Linked DNA regions of Mus musculus: regions 2, 3, 4 and 5 are each linked to region 1. The links are chromatin contacts, called in public HiCAR-type and promoter capture Hi-C maps. All regions are on one chromosome and are shown on one strand. Each heading gives the region's core, a stretch centred on a gene start, on an enhancer-like site or on the middle of the called end of the contact. The rest is flanking DNA. Distances are from core to core; before and after follow the strand shown.

Region 1 (3,862 bases), core at 1,351-3,850:
TCAGCTTGCTCAAGAACTTTCAGGAGATATGCAAAGGAAAAGTCAAAAGCCAAAATGTATAGTAGCTCTAAATGTCCAGAGAAACCCACCATAACCTGGGGATTGCCTTGGGAGGGATTAGAAAAGAAAGACCTTCATTTCCAATTTCTTCCAAGGTAAAGGAGCCTTCTTTTCTCAAGATTTTCTCTTCCTTGGGTTTCTGCTTTGGGCAACCCTTTCTTCATCTCTCTGACCTCCCTTATATTGACCAGCCCCCTTTGTGTATTTGTGTATGTTTTAGCACATAAAGTATCGTTGTAGGGCATAGATAACCACCAGTTACAATTTGTCCTCATTTGCTACAGAGTCACAAAGTATCTCTCGCTTTCTCCCCCCCCCCCACACACACAGGGTTTCTCTGTATAGCCCTGACTGTCCTGGAACTCACTTTGTAGACCAGGCTGGCCTCAAACTCAGAAATCCACCTGCCTCTGCCTCTTGAGTGCTGGGATTAAAGGCCTGCACCACCATGCCTGGCTAGATATTTTCTTTATTTACATTTCAAATGTTATCCCCTTTCCTGGTTTCCCCTCTGAAAACCCCCTCCCCCCTCCCCCCTCCCCCTGCTCACCAACCTACCCACTCCTGCTTCCTGGCCCTAGTATTCCCCTGTACTGGGACATAGAATCTTCACAGGACCAAGGGCTTCTCCTCCCATTGATGACCAACTAGGCCATCCTCTGCTACATATGCAGCTGGAGCCATGGGTCCCTCCATGTGTTTTCTTTGGTTGGGAGCTCTGAGGGTACTGGTTAGTACATATTGTTATTTCTTTCAATTTCTGTACTTGTGTGCCTCTCTCTCTCTCTCTCTCTCTCTCTCTCTCTCTCTCTCTCTCTGTGTGTGTGTGTGTGTGTGTGTGTGTGTGTACATGAAAGGACAAATCACTTAAGCCCTCAGACTTGGTGGCAAGTGTTCTTACCTGTTGAGCCATCTTGAGCCTTGGCTTTGTAATTTTTTTTTTTAACAAAGAAAAGGTTGTAACGAAAATATTCTAGTTATGAAAACACTGGTTCCCTTGTTTCCCCAGGGCAGTTTCTTTAAGGCATTAACTTTTGTAATGATAAATTTCTTGTTGGAGGATATTTTGTAATAATGCAAAAGTCTTGTTTCTCATTTTTTCCTGCCATTCATTTTAGCTTCTATTGATAATTCCTGCCTGCAGTGGTGATGGTGTCTTTGTGAAGTGGTGATTCCCACCCACTCAATCTGTGTATATTTGTGTGTGCACATGCACGCGGAAGTCAAAGGTTAATTTCAGGTCAGTCTTCCTCAGTCACTCTTCAGCTAAACTTTTTGAGGCAGGGTCTCTTACTTATCCTGGCTATTACTTCAGTTAGATTGATGGACAAGCAAGCACCTGGGATCCTCGTGTCTCTGCCTCTCCGGCACCAGAATTCCAGGCAATGTTGCTCTTTTCTCTTATTCAGTTGCGTATTTGTGAAGGATCTGTGGCTCTTTCTTTCCCGTGAGTTATAATGCATCACTACAGCACTCATTTCATCCTTCATCCATGGAGATCATAAATGCAAATATTAGAGGACTTTTTATCCTGGGTTCCCAAGTGACCTCCTAGAAATGCTACCTGGCCAATCCATGCTGGACATTTGAATGGAAAAGTCAGCCTCTGTTTCTCTGACCCAGTGATAATGTGAAGCTGACCGATCCAGGCAACAGTTTGAACTTTGAGAAATCATCATCTGCACGTTTCCCGTGTTCTCATAAAGTCTCGTGTCCTAATCTTAATAGTGTTTGGGTAACAACAACACAGGAGATACAGGATTCTGCCTTTTCCCAAGCATAAAGGACAGACAAACTGCTTGTCTATAACTGAGTCCCCCATGAAAAGAAGCAAGCTAACAAAAAATCAAAGAATAAACGCTAAAGCTAAACTCTTGGATGTCTATGGTCAACGATTAATATTTGCTTTCATTTACTTATTTTGATTTTTTTTTTAGATAGCCTCGCTAAGTAGTCCAAGCTTGTCTTGAACTGAACAGACAGCCTGACCTCCAACTCTGGCTATCATCTGACTTCAGACTCCCTAAGGAAGGAATGACAGGCATGTGCCACCACACCCAGCAACATCCAGCATTTAACTGTTAAATCTCACCCAAGTCAACCAGGGCAACACTTTGCAAGGAATATGTGACCTTTTAAAGACAAATTAGTGGCAGGACCATTTCTAGAAACCAGATGATCTGTCTTTCTTGCCCTGGCACCATGGCTTCTCTGTGTAATGGAACAAGGCTGCCTGCCAAAGCTGTACCACAGGCCCGACTGGGCAAAGGGCAGGACCCGCTTTCACCACTTCTTCGCTGGTCTGTGGTACTCAGGGCAAAAGGAAGGAGAGGCCTCTTCCCCACGCCCCGGGGCCCCCCACTTTCCCACGCAGGCGCCCTGGGACACCGGCCTCTTCACCCTCCAGCCACAGCCCCACCTCATTTTTTAGTTAATTAATGGACGGCCACATGTTCCTCCTCAGAAGGGCGTAGCCATCGCCAGCAACCATTCTGGTTGGCCTGCAGACTAGCGCGGCGTGTGATGCCGTCGCGACTCCGTCACTGCGTTTTGGGCGTGGCTTCGGCTCCGGGCGCCTCAAGGAGACTTGGGGACGCCCGCACCACTCCTTTTGAGTGCCTGGGTGCCGCGGCCGCCGCGTGAGTCTGCTGCGCTCCATGAGGAAGATGCTTGCCGCTGTATCCCGCGTGTTGGCAGGCTCTGCGCAGAAGCCGGTGAGGTCGCCTGATCCCGGGAGGCCGGGGTGGGGCTGGAGCCGGCCTGAGGCGGGGCAGGAAGAGGGCGGACCGGGCCCCCCTGGAGCGCACGGCTGGGGGCTGGGGACGAGCTGCGGGACTTGGGTGGGCTTTCCGCGCAGTCCGTGTCGCCACTGGCCGGGGGAAGAGCGGCTTGAGAACGGGCCCGGTCCGCTGTGCTTCCCCCGATCGCCCCCAGCGGAGCTTCACGCCAGCTCCCCTGCAGCGCCCCACAACTGCTCGTCCCTTACGGGACACTGGGAGGCGGAGCTTGGGCTTGCTCCAGCCTCTCTGGACTCCGCTGACTTCCACTCTCCTTCATGTCATTGCTCTTGGCTATGAGGCCACGTAAGACGAAATAAAGAGCTCCCAGTCCCGGGAGTCAGGTTCCGTGCGCACTCCGACTTCTTCGTTTACTAGCCTTGGCACCAGGAACCATCAAGAAGCAGGATATGTAAAAACTCGTCTGAGGGCCTAGTTCTCTCATCTCCATAATGGAGATTCTGAGGACGCTACCTTCTGGGGGGGTGGTTATCTTGAGTTGGTCAGTGGCACGAATGCCAACCCTTCTGCCTGGCACCTGCCAAGGGCCGGTGTCCAGCTGCGTGAGCATTTGTGGATCACCTGTGTTCTGTTCTGAGGAAGGTTCAGGGAGGTCAGGTTCACGGAAAACAAACTTCCTCCACTCCCTGCTCCTCTGAACTTTTTCTTGGCAGTCAATTTTCGAGCAATCGAGCATAACCCAGAGGAAGCCGCCTTTACCCTTAAACACACAGAGGCTTAGAGTTCAAAGTAGCGAAAGAAAACAGCAATGGTTTTCGGAGAGTTGGGATTAGAGGTTAAGACTTATGGCCCGGCTTTAAGAGCTGTCTAATACCTAAGCTTTTAGCATTTTGACCTCTAGCCACACAGAGGTTGCCTTCTCTTGGTGTAACTGTCATCAGGCTTTGACTTGTAATTCTGGTTCTGTTGATTTCTTTAGGATTTGATGCAATTCTGCTCAGTGTGGGGAGGTTGTAGAAAGGTCGAAATGTCCTTCTCTAGGAATTGCATCAAGGAATGGAAAA
Region 2 (4,017 bases), core at 33-2,532, 2.6 Mb after region 1:
TTCATTAAAGTATCTCAAGGTTCTTCATTTTGCCCTTTGCAAGGTGAAGTACAAATTCTAGGGCGGATATGCTTCAGCTGGGAGCCCATGGTGGTCTGCAATGTTCTCCACAATCTACTGAGCAAGACCAGCTACATACTTATCAGCAAAACCTCAGATGCCTTCTGCTCTGAAATTTTCAAGAAATTCAAGAGGTTGACAGCAGATAGTGAAGCTAAGGGAAGGCAGGTGGCTTACCCCAATGCTGGCAGGGCATGAAGCACATGTCCTACGCGGGAAGCTTCACTACCCTTAAACACACAGGAGGACAGCTATGTTCTAGTGACTTGACTCCAGAAGAAAGGAAGAAAGAGGAGCTTGGGGCTGATACATTGGGGCTGATGGAGCGGAACACAAATTAGCTTACAAAACTGAGGACCTGGTCTCCAGAGAAGGAAATAAAAACAGATGGCTATGGATAGGAACAAAGTAGGAGCCCACTGAAAAGAGATGCAGTTGTTGAAGGACAAATATGACGTCAGTGTTAGGTTCTTGCAGGACAGGGAAGGACTACGCAAAACTAACCAACCAACCAACCAACCAACCAACAAACCAAACCAAACCAAACGACCATTCGAAATGGCCTAAGGGAAAGCTAAACTTAATGTTTTTGTGTTGTTGAGGAGGCACAGAGTTCACTAATCTGAAGTTTAACAACCATTACAGAAATTCCTGGTATCAGGAGAGGCACAGCAATCCATACAATGATGGAGTCAATTTGCCCTGGGATTTTGCTCGTGCAATAAAGGATCCCTTTATTCCCCAGGCACTTCAGTTCTCTTTTGTCCCATCTTGTTGAATGCTACTAACGGTCAAAAAAGAGGCCAAGGCTGTAGGTCCATTGACAAAAAATAGAGGTACCGAGGAGGGGGAAGTCCTGTGGAAGAGGCTCTCACATCTGCAACTTCTCAGTTAGGCTTTAGTCCTTGATTCTTTTCCAAATTTGCATGAAAATGTATGCTACTTGAATGCCCAGGAGCCTTCTATTCTGTTCTTAAATACTACCCCTTACCAATAGAAACATTGTTAATAATCCCAGCGGGGTTCACGTGCATTTAAAGAAAAAGTCAGGCTTGTACTTTAAGACTACAGGGGTGGTAGCATTTTATTTTCTTCAAATGGTCAGGAAGTAACTGGGGCTTTTGCTTGGGGAGGAGGGGTAGGCATATGGGGAAGTGTATAGGGAGGCCCCCCGGAAGTCGCGCTGAGCCGTTTAAAGCTGGGTGACCTCCTAACGGATGGCGAATGGCGGGAGAGCATGGCCAGAGCTTTAGCGCAGGGCGCGGCCATTGGTGACGCATGCCAGGGAGCCCGGCGCCCGCGATTCCACCATTAGCGAGGCCTCACACCCAGCGCTTCAAGTTCGGGGCTGGAGGCGTCCCTGCTTCCTCCTCTAAGAGGCGGGTCGGCCCCGCCCCCGCGCCCCGGGTCGCTTGCCCGCGGCCCCTCCCACCTCCTAACTCCTGGCCTCCCCCGGCGCAGCGCACTCCCCGCCGGCCCGCAGCCTGACACGCCGCGCGGTCCCTCAGTCTCCTGCGGTCGCCTCCCCAGGCATGGCACAGGGCCTCGCCACACTATGGCAGCAGCAAGACACAGCACGCTCGACTTCAAGCTCGGCGCCAAAGGTGAGGGCGCCGCTCGCCACCTGCACGGGCGCCGCAGCGGCGGCGGCGGCGGCGGCGGCGGCGGCGGCAGCGGCAGCGGTAGCGGTAGCGGCGGCGGGGCGACAGTTCCCTCCGCGCCTGCGGGGCTCGAGGCCACAGGACCAGGCTCCTCCGGGGCGCGCGCGGCAGGCTGAACAATGCGGACGGCCGCGCGGCGCCTGCGTCTGCCGGGCTGCTGCGCGGAGCACGCTGCGGGCCCTCGTGCACCGGCGGAGGCCGCGCCGCGCCCCCGCGGTCCCCCGCCGCGTTTGGTCCTCGGCTGAGCTGGAGGCTGGCGCACTGCGGGGCCTGGGAGAACCGCGTCCGTGTGTGCCAGCCGCACCGCCCGCCCGCCCTTCCGGGCCTGGAGCGTCGGTCCACGCGGGCTCGCCGCCCTCCACGCCCCGTTGTTGGGGGGGAATCCCTTTCAGCCCGTGGGGCGCGGCGGATCCCCGGGGGAGGCGGGTACCGGAGCGCCTTAGCTCGTTCGAGGCACGGCGGGCGAGGCAGGCCTGAGCGAGGGGTGTGTGCGGCGCGGGACCGCTGCCCACGCCACCTTTTCCTGTTCTGGCAGGCTGCTGAATTTCCCTCTTGGGTGTGTGTGTCGGGGGGTTCCCCTTAAGGGCAGCGAGGGTTGAAGGAGGACCAGGGCCACTCAGCGCTTGCAAGGTTTTTTTTAGTCATCTAAGGAGATGAAGGATCCTCTGAAAAGGGACCCGGCGGGCAGAGAAAGGAAACGATTATTATTATTATTGGGGGTGGGGAGGGATGAGATCTGGGCGCGGGAACTAGAGCCACCACCATCACCATCACCCCTAATCCTGGAGGCTCAGATATTTGAGCCTGGTCTCGGCAGAAATGGTTGGGAGAGTCTTTTTTGCGTGATGGAATTTTGAAGGGTAGGGATGGATGTACTGCTGGCTTCTTTTCTTTGAGAGAATCAAGCATGGGCGCAGTGGGCGGGAATGATTGGGCCTTTAAACGTGCGACTGCGGCAGACTTTCACTTACCAGATCATCCCGCACATAGTGTGGTGCCCCAGTCTTCCCTTTTCTCTGGTTTCTCTATTAATGGAACACGTGGATTCCACTCTGCTTTTTCTGTCGGGATTTTTTTTTTTAACACCGACTTAATTGCTTTTGAACTTCTGAGCTCACACTTTGTACTTTTTCTTCCAATCCTAAAAGATCTCGGAGCTCACAAGATCAATAAATGTAAAGACAAAAAATAAAATCGGGGGGATTTGGAGCAAAACCTGGATTTCAGTCTGCCTCTTCTAATTGATTCTCTTCTGTGGGTGGCCTTTTGGGTTTATCTCCTAACGTTTTGGAACCTCATCTTTTTTTTTTTTCCGGGGAGGAAGAAAAAAAAAGAGAGAGAAAGCAAGAAGCAAGGGACAGTGCACACTCAGGGCATTTACTGTGGTCGGGTGAACTAGAGGGTTGTTAGGTAAGCCAGTGTGCTTGGGTGGTCGGAATAGAGTTTAAAAAAAAGTAACACCGTTCACTTCCCACTTTGCTTAGGTGAGGATGGAAGCAAGGGAGACAGTTGGGAGAGAATAAGGTGGTACTTGGGTGGTGGAGCTGGAGGAGTGTGTTAGGATCACAAAGGTTCTACTGTTATCTTGGCAGCTTACAGGGCTGATTGGTTAATGGGAGTTCTAGCACCGTGAGTTTAGTGGGGGAGGAATGTGAAGCAACTGTTGTGGCCTCCCAGCTGGGAAGGTGTGAATTTTATCTCTAGCATCCCATTTCCAGTAGGCTGGAGGGACAGTGAGCTCAGCATGGGGTCAGAGAAATTCTAGCCCTTCCACTGAAGAGTAAACCTTCAGCTTAGTTTAAACACTGAGAATAAAGGGTGAGCACACACTTAAAGCTCGAAGGAAGGCTCTTGAGAGAGGGCAAGTGGATCTTTTCTTGAGTCTGAGGCCAGCTTGGTGTGCAGCCAGGGCTGCATAAAGAAACCCTGTTTAGACCCTCCCCTCCTCCAAAAGAGACAAGCATTAGCTGTTAATGTTTTAACTCACACTTTGCTCCTAATTAAAAATAAGAAAATTAAAGCCAGTCATATTGGCAGACCTTTAATCTCAGCACCCAGAGGCAGAGACTGAATTGGATTTTATATCTAAATCTAGTACAACCCGGTTGGATCCTTAATACAACAAAGAAACAAGAAACCTTTGAGTTGGACCCAAGGTGGCACATTCATGTAATCCCAATACCCTGGAGGCAGAGGGTGGAGAGTTCAAGGCCAACCTGGACTATAGACTGAGATCCTATCTCAAGGATTGCACTAATGATACAAAGAAAAACTTTGTGCCTTAGCTGGGCAGTGG
Region 3 (3,561 bases), core at 963-3,462, 2.5 Mb after region 1:
CAAACAGAGGTAAAACAGAGTCACTTCTGAAGCCAGAGACATATTACCAAGTAATTAAAACGTAAGGAAAACTCTGTGCCCTGCGCCTGTCACTGAACGGACGATGTGCCCCCCCCTTTTTTTTCTAACTCCAGTGCTTGCTCAACAGCTTTGGCATAGAATACAATACCCCATTATGCCACAAGATCAAGGTGTTTACAGATTAGTAGTTCCATTTGAGTGAACCAAGTAAAAAGTCAGGCTATATAACCAAAAAAGAGAAATTGTTAGCAGGACTATACGTAAATAAGGCCTCCAAGTTCACCTATTCTTGAGAATCAAGGATAAGTTTCCAACTAGCTTCACTGTAGACAACGCCTATGGCTTGTATACTAGAACAATTTTCTACGTTGCTTTACAGAAACTTGAAGGCGACTTTAGCTACAAAACCAAAACCACTCTTTTTCAAGAGCCTATGGATAGCTAATAGATTATGTGAATCCCGGCTTCATGGTACAGGTGTACACCTGTAATCAATCCTAGCACTCAGGAATTGGAGAAAAGAGGACAAGTTTCCTCTGCTATGTAGAGCTTTAAGTCCAGTCTGGGTTACAGACTTTGTTTTTAAAAAGAGAGAATGCCGTATGGCTAGAGGGTGTAGCTCAGAGTATCAAAGTCCTGGGTCCTTAGGTGGATCTGTACTTGGGGACACAGAGATGGGACTGCGTTTAAAATGATACAGCCTTGGGTCTGTTTCACAGAGCTTCTCATTTAATTGGTCCAGGCTCCAGAAACCAGGGGGACTTTAAAGGCCCCTGGTGAAGGTACTGTGCAACCAAGGCTGAGAACTACACTTTAGTTCACTAGACAGATGGTCAGTGCTCCAATTTTTAAAAGTTTCATCTAACCTATTTTATAGGCCAGTAGATCAACGGAAAACCTGCAAGGGCTGTTTCTCTCATCATGTTGTCCCCCTGGGACTGACTCAGGTAGTCAGGTTAGGCAGCAAGTGCCTTTACGTGTTGAGCCATTTTTCCAGGTCTAGAACTCCAATATGTAGCAATAGCCCAAACCTCAAGTCTTTTTTTTTTTTTTTTTTTTTTTTTTCCGAGACAGGGTTTCTCGGTATAGATCTGGCTGTCCTGGAACTCACTTTGTAGACCAGGCTGGCCTCGAACTCAGAAATCTGCCTGCCACTGCCTCCCGAGTGCTGGAATTAAAGGCGTGCGCCACTACGCCCGGCTCCTCAAGTCTTAGATGAAAGTTTTTGTTTTTTTTTTTTAATCAACAGCCAGGTATTTTTGATGCACAACTCTTAAGTGCAGGTTAACTCTGAGAGTTCAAGGCCAGCCTACTCTGTATAGTGAATGCCAGGCTTGGATTGCATAGTGAGACCCTGTCTTAAAATAAAGACCAGTTATATAGACAAATCTTACAAAACAAAATGTCGCGCGAAATAATCCAGATTTTAACAGTGTGGTTCTATTTACGCAGAATTCAACATTAAAAATAAATAAATTAATTAATAAATCAGAACGGGGCAGGGGACAGAAATACGTAGGAAGGGAAACTAGAAAGAAATTCTCTGGATAGAAATGCTACGTATGGGGCTGGTGAGATGGCTCAGCGATTAAGAGCACCAATTACTCTTCTGAAGGTCCTGAGTTCAAATCCCAGCAACTGCATGGTGGCTCACAACCATCTGTAATGAGATCTGACTCCCTCCTCCAGAGTGTCTGAAGACAGCTGTAGTGTTCTCACATATAATAAATAAATAAATCTTTAAAAAAAATAGAAAGAAAAGAAATGCTACGTATTTCGATTAAGATATAGACAGATATTTAGTTTTCAAAACACCGAAATGAACAAATGAGGCCTCCATTACGATATTGCCGTGCATAAAGACGTTAGAACGAGACGTGATTAATTTAAATGTGGGTATGTACTTCTGACAATCCCAAACTCCGGCTATATGAAAAGCACAACAAACCGGAGATGGAAATCAGTGAGAAGGAAGGGCAGAGCGCAGAGAGGGTCAAGCCTCATGAGTCACAAGCACGCTGCCGGACGGACGACCCGAGCTTCGAGCATTCCGGAGCCCGAGCGTCCCAGGAAAAGAAGCCCGCGCGCTTTTTCCGGCATATGCACCAAAAAAAAAAAAAAAACAAAACAAAACAAAAAAAAAAAAAAAAAAAAAAAAACGGCTGAGTGTCCTCACCGGAAGGGTCCGGAGGGAAATGTTGCCACCGGAGCAAAGAACCCGGTAGCACTTTAGTTCCTGCGCGGATGCTGGAGCTGGAAGGCTCCGGGCGGGCGCACGGCTGACTGGGGCTCGCAGAAGCAGGCCGCCGGGGCCCGCCGTCCATCCGTCGCTACGATGATTCCGGTGTCGCTGCTGGTGGTGGTGGTGGGTGGTTGGACTGCCGTCTACCTGGCCGACTTGGTGTTGAAGGTGAGGGCCTCAGGCCTCAGGCCCCAGCCGGCGGAGTCCAGGGCTGGTGCGCATGGTCCTGTGTCGCCCAAGGCCTTTTCTCTTCCCCTTCGGAGTCTCCGCGCCGGGCCGGGAGCCGCTCCGAGCGCCCGCCGCGTCTGCGTGCGCTCTCCCGCGTGGCGCATCCGTCCGACCGAGTAAAGAAAGTAGGGCAGGCAGGCTGCGGGAGGGGAGGGGTGTGGCGGCCACCGCATTGCGGGCGCCGCCGGGTCCCTGCGGCTTTTGGGCTCCTTCCCGGGAGGAGTCTGGCGGGCTTGGGAGGCACGGCTCGAAGGAGGAAAAGAAACGAAAACTTCCGCTTAAGAAAATGCTTTGTGGTTCTTCTTTGTGCTAAGGTTAGGACCCGTGAGACGCTGCTAGTGTTGTGATAAACCGAAATCAGATTGTGACTTAAATCACTGGCGTCAAACTCGAAAGTACACAGGAGCATCGGTGGTTCTAGTTTAAATTTAGATTCTGATTTCGTCAGATCTGGGAGGAAAGCTAAGATTGTGTATTTCCAGCCAGTTTCTCTGGCCCACGGACGGACAGTGCTGACCCACAGGCGGTGCTTTAAAGTAGCAAGAATTTACATAGCCACATTTTCTGTTATTCAAATTCTATTTACACCCTACACTCCCTTTTTCACAGTGACCACACACACTCTGAGCACACAGTGCTTTTTTTTTTTTTGAGTGTTGTGGGTGCTGGAATCGTAAGAAGAAATTTCAAGAGTTTGTCTGAGCACGTGTTTCAGACATCCTTGGAATGGAGTGGGGGTGGGGAATACGAGCTTAGAAATTCCCAAGGGTTTGGAAATCACAATCATAAATAGTAAAACCTTCATGTTTGTGTTCTTTTAAACAAAATAACCTCGTGACACTTCGTCTTAGGAAACAATAAAATCAAATGGCACCTGTGCTTCTTTGTCATATTTAAACGTTGGTATGCCAGGCTATGAAGAGCGAGCTTAAGAGAGCTAGGCTCTGCCACTTTCTAACCTCTGTGACCTTAGGCAGATCGTTACTTGTGCCTCCATTTCTTGTCTTTAAATTGGGAAAGCAACTGAAAGGATCACCTGAACTTATGGAGAGGATTATATTATGCGTCCA
Region 4 (4,043 bases), core at 650-3,149, 2.7 Mb before region 1:
ATTAACATATTGAGGAGCAATTTTCTTTTCTTTCTCCCTTTTTTTCCCTTTTGTTTTTTTGAAATAGGGTTTTTCTATGTAGTCCAGCTGTCCTGTTATACACCAGTGCCAGGCTTCTTTTCTTTTCTTTCTTTCCTTTTTTTTTTTTTTTTTTTTTTTGAGACGGGGTTATGTAATACTGGCTGGGCCTGAAACTCATTAAGTAGGCCAGACTAGCCTCAAACTCACAGAGATGCACCTGTCTCTGTCTCCTGCATGGGGGTCTCCAAAGGTTGCAACACCACAGCAGGTTAAGGAGTAATTTTCTGACATCTGTTATAAACGTATGAACTGTAAATGAGATTTTCTTTCTAAGTCCAAAAAAACCCCCAAAACTTTGGGCTGGAGAGCACTGACTGCTCTTCCAGATATCCAGATTTCAATTCCTAGCAACTACATGGTAGCTCACAACCATCTGTAATAAGATCTGATGTCCTTCTGGTGTGTCTGAAGACAGCTACAGTGTACATATTTGTTATTATAAATAAATTTTAAAAAGAAGACAGCTACAGGGTACTCATCATATATAATAAGTAAATAAATAAATAAATAAATAAAATCTTAAAAATTTTTTTTCAGCATGGCTGGGTGTGGTTGCACACGCCTTTAATCCCAGCATTTGGGAGGTAGAGGCAGGTGGATTTCTGAGTTCAAGGCCAGCCTGGTCTACAGAGTGACTTCCAGGACAGTCAGAGCTACACAGAGAAACCCTGTCTCAAAAAAACCAAAAAAAAAAAAAAAAAAAAAAAAAAAAAAGAATTTCTTCAACTGAACTGAGCTGGAGTGTAGTTCAGTGGTTGAGTGCAGGTGTTGTATGTATGAGATCCGTGGTTTGATAATGAGCACCACAAAAAAAAAAAATAACAATAAAACCCCCAAACAACATTAATAACAAAACCAACCCTATTTTCTCCTAAGAATTTGCTCATTTGAAATTTTCAGTCCCTCAAGTTATTTAAGTTTTGGCTCCTGGTATCACTGTTTTGTGTTCAACTGTAGGAAAGTATATTTGTACAGATTTTCATAGTGAATTATTTCAATTCCGGATTTTGTGATGGTCAGTGACTTCTAGACACTAGGCCACTAAGGATCTGGTTCCATTAAATAGAAAACAGGGGATATTTCTGAGTGACCTTCTCTAACATATCAAGAAAAAAATAACTGTTTTAGTAAACAGAGTTCGTGATATTTTTAATTAGCAAAACATATGGTGCAAAAAGCAAGACATTTTAAATACGAATTAATCTTGAACTAACATGGAGAACTGTACTTGAAGCCAGATCAGTTGGGCAAAGGTGAATAGGCTTCCAGCCCAAAGGAACTCTGGACAGTTAAACCTTGGGGAGAACTCTGGTAGAGAGGCTGTACTCTGGGCAAGTGTCCAATGTTCCAAATTCTGAGACTGCATCTCCCACCTCGAAAATAGCGAAGTTAAAAGAGTCTCTTATTCTCAAATTATACTTGCACAATTATGAAGAAGAGCAAAAAAAGCAAAACCACAAAGAAGTGTCTCTGATTCTATTCCTTCTCAAACTCTGGAAGATTTTAAAACTTTTCTTGTAGGTTAATAACGACTACTTTCCGGTACCGCGACATTGCCGCTCAGAGACTACAAGCCCCAGAAGGCTGCACACTCAGCACAGCGGGTACTCTTCCCCCAGGACGCTCCTATCCGGATTCATGGCTGGACGCCGGGGCCGCACATTCTTCTGGGACTCGTAGTCTACTCCCTTTCCCGGTCCGCGCAGACTCCAGCGGCCTCTGTCTGCCCTTCGGCCCTAACAGAAGCCCAGCCCAAAATTTTACGCTCCCCACCCCCAACAAACTGCCTTTCCTCAGGAGCCAACCTCCTCCGGTCACGTGAGAAGACTCTCACGCTACGATTGGTTGGGGTGTAAAGGGGGCGGGGCTGAAGCCCCTGAGAGGTTCCGTGCCCCTGGTCCAGCCGCTTGTTTGGCTGCTGCCGTCACCTCATGGCGACTCGGCTTGAGGAGGTAACGCGAGGAAGAGGCGGCGGTACTGAGGAGGCTAGTGAGGGCGGACGGGGCGGACGGCGACGTAGCCCCCCGCAGAAGGTCAGTGGAGGGGACGCCTTCGTTGTGGTTGGGTCGCGGGGATGATTGGGTTACCCTTTTTGGGGTTCACCTCTTCACTTACCCCTTTACCTTTAGCTACGGGACGAACATCCGGCCCGTTCCCCCTTTTCCTTCAGAAGAGTGACGATAGTTGGGGAGCAGGTGCGGGGTGGTTGTGACTGAAATGGATCTGGTGAGAAGGGACGGTGGTTGGGACTTGGGGACACTACGCCTAGTAGGGGGCTGAGGGAGGACATGGTGGACCCCGGTCTGAGAGGGTGAAGGGGTGCTAGGCAGGGGCGCTCCAGGTGTGACAGCCACGTGCGGCGGGTGCTGCCCCGGGTGTTGAGTCTTCAGCCTGTGTGGTCACCGGGCACTGGGACTCCGCTGCCCAAGGAGGTGACGGGGTGGGGGTGGGGGCTTATCGGGGTACGGGGTAGCCCTCTCCGTGTTGGGCAGGTGCGTAGGGCGCGCGCTGCGGGGTGCTCCCCGGCCTCAGAGCTGAGGCTGTTGCGCAGTAAGATAACAGCGCAGAAGCCGGGGCTGCCTTTCGCCCCTTCCCCCCTTCCCCTTGCCCCCCCGCGGTCCCCCGCGACACTGCGCGGGTGGCTACGCGGGGGACGCCGCGGGGCTCCCGGGATCCACAACGGGGCTTGGTCTCTGGGCATCATGGACCTGCCTTGAGTGTGAGGCTGGGGATGAGGTGGTGATGCTGGGGAACCAGCATCATCTTCTGATAGCTGTCTCCGGCTTCCTGCCACTACCCTCTGTTTCTTTTCTTTCTTTTTAATTTGATAAGTGGAAACTTGAGTTTCCTCCTGGGCTTCGGTTTTGGTCTTTCTTAATCTAGGAGAAGAGCTGGACTGTTTGTTTCCCCTTGCCTTACTTGACTCACGTCAAGGAGTTTTCAGTGTCTCCCTGGATACAAGAAAATCGAGATCTCTTTCAGAATGGGAGAAATCCACTTGTTCTGGAGCTCAGTGGGTGGAGTTTTGACAATGATTGCACAACGAGTAGGGTACAGGGCTTTCAGGCCCAGGAACCAAGAACTGGGGTGTATGGTATTGAAAAAGTGTAAATTCCATCCCTTTGCCTTGCAGGAGAACATACTGAAACCGCTTGACTTGTTGGACACCCTGCTTGACCACTGAGAGCTATTTAATATTACTTAATTATGTATTTGACTAATCTTAAAAGCCACTCCTGTATGAAGTTACGAAATAATATTTTTCTAATGCGATTCATGAACTTCAAAAGGGAGAACAAAGGTCTGGTTTACATTTGAGCAGTGTCAAGAATTGGCTTTTTGGGGCCTGTTCCTTTTTTCCCTCACTTTTTTTTTTTTTTTTTTGTGAAATCGGTTACCCTGTAGCAGGCTGGCCTCATTTGACTATGTAGCCCAGGCTTGTCTTGAAAGTACCATTTTCCTCTTGCCTTTGTTTCCTGAGTGCTGAGATTACAGCAGTGAGCCACCACTCTGGCCTGGGGTGCTTTATTTCTAAGGTCCGGTATTTTCATGTTCTATTCTGTCTCATAAAAGAGGGACCTACTGCTTGGGACACTGGAAAAGTTGTGGCCCAACAGTTCTTTAGGGATTCAGCACTGTCACTTTGGACATTTATTCCCTGAGGGTGGGGAGCCAAACTCAGTGTTTGATTTCATAGGTTCCCCAGGGGAAACCTCTGATGATAAAAAGCCACTGCAATTGAGGACATAAGTTCCCTTTTATGCCACTGGAATAAGGACAGAAAGTCACTGAATTAGGAAGTAAGGTTTAATTAACTAGTATTTTAACCTATGAGGCTAAGACTCTCAGAGTTCAGAGCTTTGGTTAATGGCTGTATATGAATAGTCTTGTATGTCTTTTATTTTTACTACCTTTGTATTTCTTTGCTCATGCTCTTTTGGGACTCTTGGTTTCTATCTTAC
Region 5 (3,715 bases), core at 760-3,259, 2.6 Mb before region 1:
AAAAATAAATAAATCTTTTAAAAAAATTACAAAAAAAAGGTACATGCCTACCTAAAGGTAGTCTAGTGAAGGAAGTGCCTTGATTCTGGAGCCAACCGGTTTTGGTTGGTTGAGCCCTAGTTTGTAAGCTATGAGATCGCCAGTAGTGAGCGCTTGAGCACCGTGCTTAAAATTCTCATCCCCTTTCCTCACTGGTAAATCTCTGAATCGCAACAGTAGTTCTGTTATGAGGCTTAAACTCTTCAGATGTGTCAGGTTCTATTATTCTAAGTGCTCCATAAATATCAGTAATTATGCCAAATCTTACAAATATTCAAGAAAATCACTTAATGCATCAAGCCATAATAGCTTTTAATTTGTTATGTATGTAATCTTTCCTATTAAGTTTGAAAATAATGTATTGATCTAGAGTCCAGAGATGTTGGTCATGGAATGGCAAAATAGTCATCGTTTCCTATACACAGTATTACACAATATTCTCTCCTCTCAACACACCTCTACGATAGAAACCATCTTAAGTTTTGAACAACCACTTGCCGCCTCACCCTCGGCCTAACCAATTAGGTATTTATGTTCTGTGTGTAAAATAACATTAACAATACCTAGAAATTTAACATGGTACTTAAATCTACACAAAATAGAAGTTGGCAGAAACCCTTACTTAGTCACTTCAGGAAGCCACTGAACGGTAAGACTGGGCCACTGAAGAGCATGGGTCATAACCAGGTCATACAGAAACGGTGTATTCTTCTTCCAGATTTTATACTCTTCGTTGATGACACGCTCCTCCACAGTATCTTCAAACACTGAAATTTGGAGAAAGCCCACAATTAAGTGGCTGAGAAGGCTCGGAGTCAAAGGCATGGCTACGGATCCTGGAGGTCACCTCGAGACGGCCACACCTTATCTATTCTTTCCTTTTACCTATCCTGCTCACACGAACTGCTCTCCCACAAAGTGAGAAGATCAACATCAGGAAGCGTTTTCGCCTCCACTTCCAAGATCGGGATTCCGGCGCTTACCCGAATTGGGTCATTAATTGCCCTACCACCGAGCTCGTCAGCCTTTTTATAGCCGCTCGCACCTGTTCTACGATGATCCGCATTGTAAACCGGTGCCCCGACCCACTCGAATAGATCCAATCCACGTGGAACAGCAGCAGCCCACAGGCCTGCTCCCTCCACCCCCCACCCTCGCAGGAGGCCCCAGCTCCCCACCAAGCCACGATCGGCAGCCATAGTCCGGCGGGATCCAGCTCCTCCCCCCCCTCCCGACACGGACACGGGCCGCGACCCCAGACGGACGACGACCACGCGCACGGAAGAATCCGCGCCCGCCGCTGACTTCTCGGGCCGCGAGCGCCTGCGCCCCCGAGCCAAGGGCGTCGGAGGGAGCTAGGCCGCGGGGTGGGGGTGGGGGTGGGGGAAGGGGGGCCTCTCTCTCGGCCCCCGCGCCCGGCTCCGGAAATGCTCCCGGCCCTCGGCGGCGACCAGGCCCCGTGTCGCGCAGGCCCCCTTGCAGGCGCGCGGCGAGTCTCGCGCCCAGCCCCGCCCCCTGCTCCTCACGCCAATTCGCGCCTTTCGTCAGCGCGTGCCGAGGCCTCGGGAGCCCGCCAGCCCCCCGGAGTCCCGGCGCCCGCACGCCCGCCCGCCCCACAGGGCAGGCATCCTTACTCTCTTTACTCGCCATCTTGCGTCGGGTCGTTTCGCCCCCCTTGGCCGCCTCGGACTTCTCTCTCGCTAGTCAAGAGCAGCCCGGCAGGCGCTCCTTGCCTCTCCCAGGCACGTCACGCAGTCCTCGCTCGGAAAAGCCTGAGTTCGGTCTGGCCGTCTGGGTTCTCCCCCCAGACGCCGCGATCTCCTCTTCTGCCTCCTCCCCGCTGGCGGGTAGCGAGGTCTGAGCCGCTCTCCTCTCTCTCCCTCTCGCCAAACTTGGAACGAGACTTTTCAACCCGCGCCTCTCAGCCCGCCCAGGCAGCTGAGCGCAGGCGCAGCCGCCCTGGGAAATTGGAGAGGCGGAGAAGAGGCGGGCCTGGGAGCCAACGGCTCGGCGGCTTGGACCAATAGCGTGCGACGGGAGGGTCTGACGCGCTCTCCGGGGGTGGGCTTCTCGAGAGTGGGTGGGGCGTTCCGCGGCAGGAAGTCGGCGAGGCGCAGGCGCGAGGCGTCACTCCCCAGGCTGGCCGCGGGGGCGGCTGGGCCCGCGCGGGGGTGGGGCGGATGCGAGCGCGGTGTGCAGGCTGCGCGGGGGCTGCGAGCCCCAGGGCCAAGAAGCCTGGGGCCCGCGGGGCGTGGTTGCTTAAAGCAGCAGCCGCGGCGGCGGCGGCGGCGGCGGGGGTGTGCGAGGGGGGCAGGGAAGCTGCAGCCGCCTTAGCAAAGCAAAATCTCAGAGCCAGTGAGGAAAATGGTTTCCTGGTCTCGAGAGATTACACTGCCCGCAAAGTCTCCCAGATAATCACGGCCACGCAGTTTTCTGCACCCCTCAAAGGCTCCCCCATTCAACTGTATCGAGGGCCCAGTCGAGCTCTGGTGACATTTGTCATAAGCGAAAGGGACCTTTAGGAGAGACCTTGGGCGGGTTTTTCTTTTTTCTCCCAGAAGCTGGGCAGACCTTTATTTAAGGCCTGCGATGGCGCAGGCCTTCAATCCGCCCCTCGTCGAAAGTTGACTTAAATGACTTTTTGTATGTTCACCTTTGTGCGTCCTTAACCTACTGGTTCTTTAGCTTCCTGCTGCTGCAGGGGATTTTGTGCCTGCCACTGCTTCCCTATCTCAGTTCCTGCCTAGGCCCCTGCTGAGTCATTCTTGTCACCTGAAGGGGTCCCATTTTGACCCTGCAGCTGGCTGCTGAACTGGAGAGAGCTGGGCTGGGCTAATCTAGGCCTGCATACCTGAGCTCTGCATTTCTCTGAAGCTTTTTAGCCTTGGGGGGGGGGGTGAAGAGAAAGCCACATGATCCCAGGGAGAAAAAGAGGGCCAGAGCAGAGGGGCCCAGGCGCCTACGCTTAAAGGGAACCACAGTCTACATCTAAACTCAGAGGCTCTCCTTGCAGAAACACCCCCGGAACATTTGTTCCCTTGATAGCTTTCCAAGTGCCTTCATGCTTAAACGCAACCATGCAGAGGCCTCGAGGATGCTCTCTTTTCTGATCGAGAAACCAACTCAGACGTTACTCTAGTATGTGACAGAAACAGTCACGTTCCCTTATATAGAAATTTACTGTCTTGGGTCTCTTGTTTTCCCATGTGGTACAATTCATTATTATAACGCCCTCCCTCCATGTCAGCTCCAAGAATCTTGCTGGTGACTAACGCTGAAGAGGTGGCTGGAGGCGGGAGGGGGGCGGTTAGAAGAGTGGAGTAGCATGGGTCCTCCGAGTTCTAGAACACTGGTGGTCAAACTTTTTTTTTTTGACAGGGGTCAGGCAGCCTTCGGTGTTGTAACACAACAGCCATAGAAAATATGGATAAGCCTGGCCATCTTCCAGCAAAACTATAGACACTGAAATCTGAACTCTGTGTACTTTTCACAGGTCACAAAATATTCTCTCTCTGTGTTTTTTTTTTCAATCACTTGGAAATGAAAAAAATCATGCTTTGCTTCAGGGCCATGCAAAAGCCCCTTGGTGGGCGAGATTTAAAGGACTGGAGCTTGTCCACCTTGTTCTAGAATAATTGTGTCCTACAGCTCTGCTTCAGCAGGAACTATGTGTACT

Evidence for each region. Promoter capture Hi-C pulls out the DNA fragments that hold promoters and counts their contacts. HiCAR-type assays count read pairs that join an accessible place to other places.
Region 2: a promoter capture Hi-C map of pre-B cells shows a contact between it and region 1, with 2.9 times the contacts expected there. The contact joins the promoter of Sms here to the promoter of Pdha1 in region 1. A contact is called at or near these places in 1 of 39 promoter capture datasets (pre-B cells) and 1 of 9 other capture datasets (adipose tissue).
Region 3: a promoter capture Hi-C map of pre-B cells shows a contact between it and region 1. The contact joins the promoter of Mbtps2 here to the promoter of Pdha1 in region 1. A contact is called at or near these places in 1 of 39 promoter capture datasets (pre-B cells) and 1 of 115 datasets of contacts at active chromatin or transcription factors (extraembryonic endoderm stem cells).
Region 4: a contact with region 1 is called in a HiCAR-type map of astrocytes, with 5 times the contacts expected there. The contact joins the promoter of Txlng here to the promoter of Pdha1 in region 1. A contact is called at or near these places in 1 of 39 promoter capture datasets (erythroid cells) and 1 of 115 datasets of contacts at active chromatin or transcription factors (astrocytes).
Region 5: a promoter capture Hi-C map of pre-B cells shows a contact between it and region 1, with 2.6 times the contacts expected there. The contact joins the promoter of Rbbp7 here to the promoter of Pdha1 in region 1. A contact is called at or near these places in 3 of 39 promoter capture datasets (cranial neural crest, liver and pre-B cells) and 1 of 115 datasets of contacts at active chromatin or transcription factors (astrocytes).

Annotation. Positions count from the first base shown.
Region 1 is chrX:160,137,168-160,141,029 of GRCm38.p6, reverse strand. Pdha1 (pyruvate dehydrogenase E1 alpha 1) reads left to right here and starts at 2,600. Exons shown (of 11, transcript NM_008810.3): 1 at 2,600-2,774. The coding sequence starts at 2,718. It overlaps Gm39547 (a long non-coding RNA gene), which reads left to right and starts at 2,783. Exons shown (of 2, transcript XR_878293.1): 1 at 2,783-3,249.
Region 2 is chrX:157,489,552-157,493,568 of GRCm38.p6, reverse strand. Sms (spermine synthase) reads left to right here and starts at 1,282. Exons shown (of 11, transcript NM_009214.4): 1 at 1,282-1,664. The coding sequence starts at 1,616.
Region 3 is chrX:157,597,366-157,600,926 of GRCm38.p6, reverse strand. It overlaps Mbtps2 (membrane-bound transcription factor peptidase, site 2), which reads left to right and starts at 2,212. Exons shown (of 11, transcript NM_172307.3): 1 at 2,212-2,431. The coding sequence starts at 2,357.
Region 4 is chrX:162,827,310-162,831,352 of GRCm38.p6, reverse strand. Txlng (taxilin gamma) reads left to right here and starts at 1,899. Exons shown (of 10, transcript NM_178935.5): 1 at 1,899-2,114. The coding sequence starts at 2,013.
Region 5 is chrX:162,758,666-162,762,380 of GRCm38.p6, reverse strand. Rbbp7 (retinoblastoma binding protein 7, chromatin remodeling factor) reads right to left here and starts at 2,009. Exons shown (of 12, transcript NM_009031.3): 1 at 1,674-2,009; 2 at 662-806. The coding sequence starts at 1,689.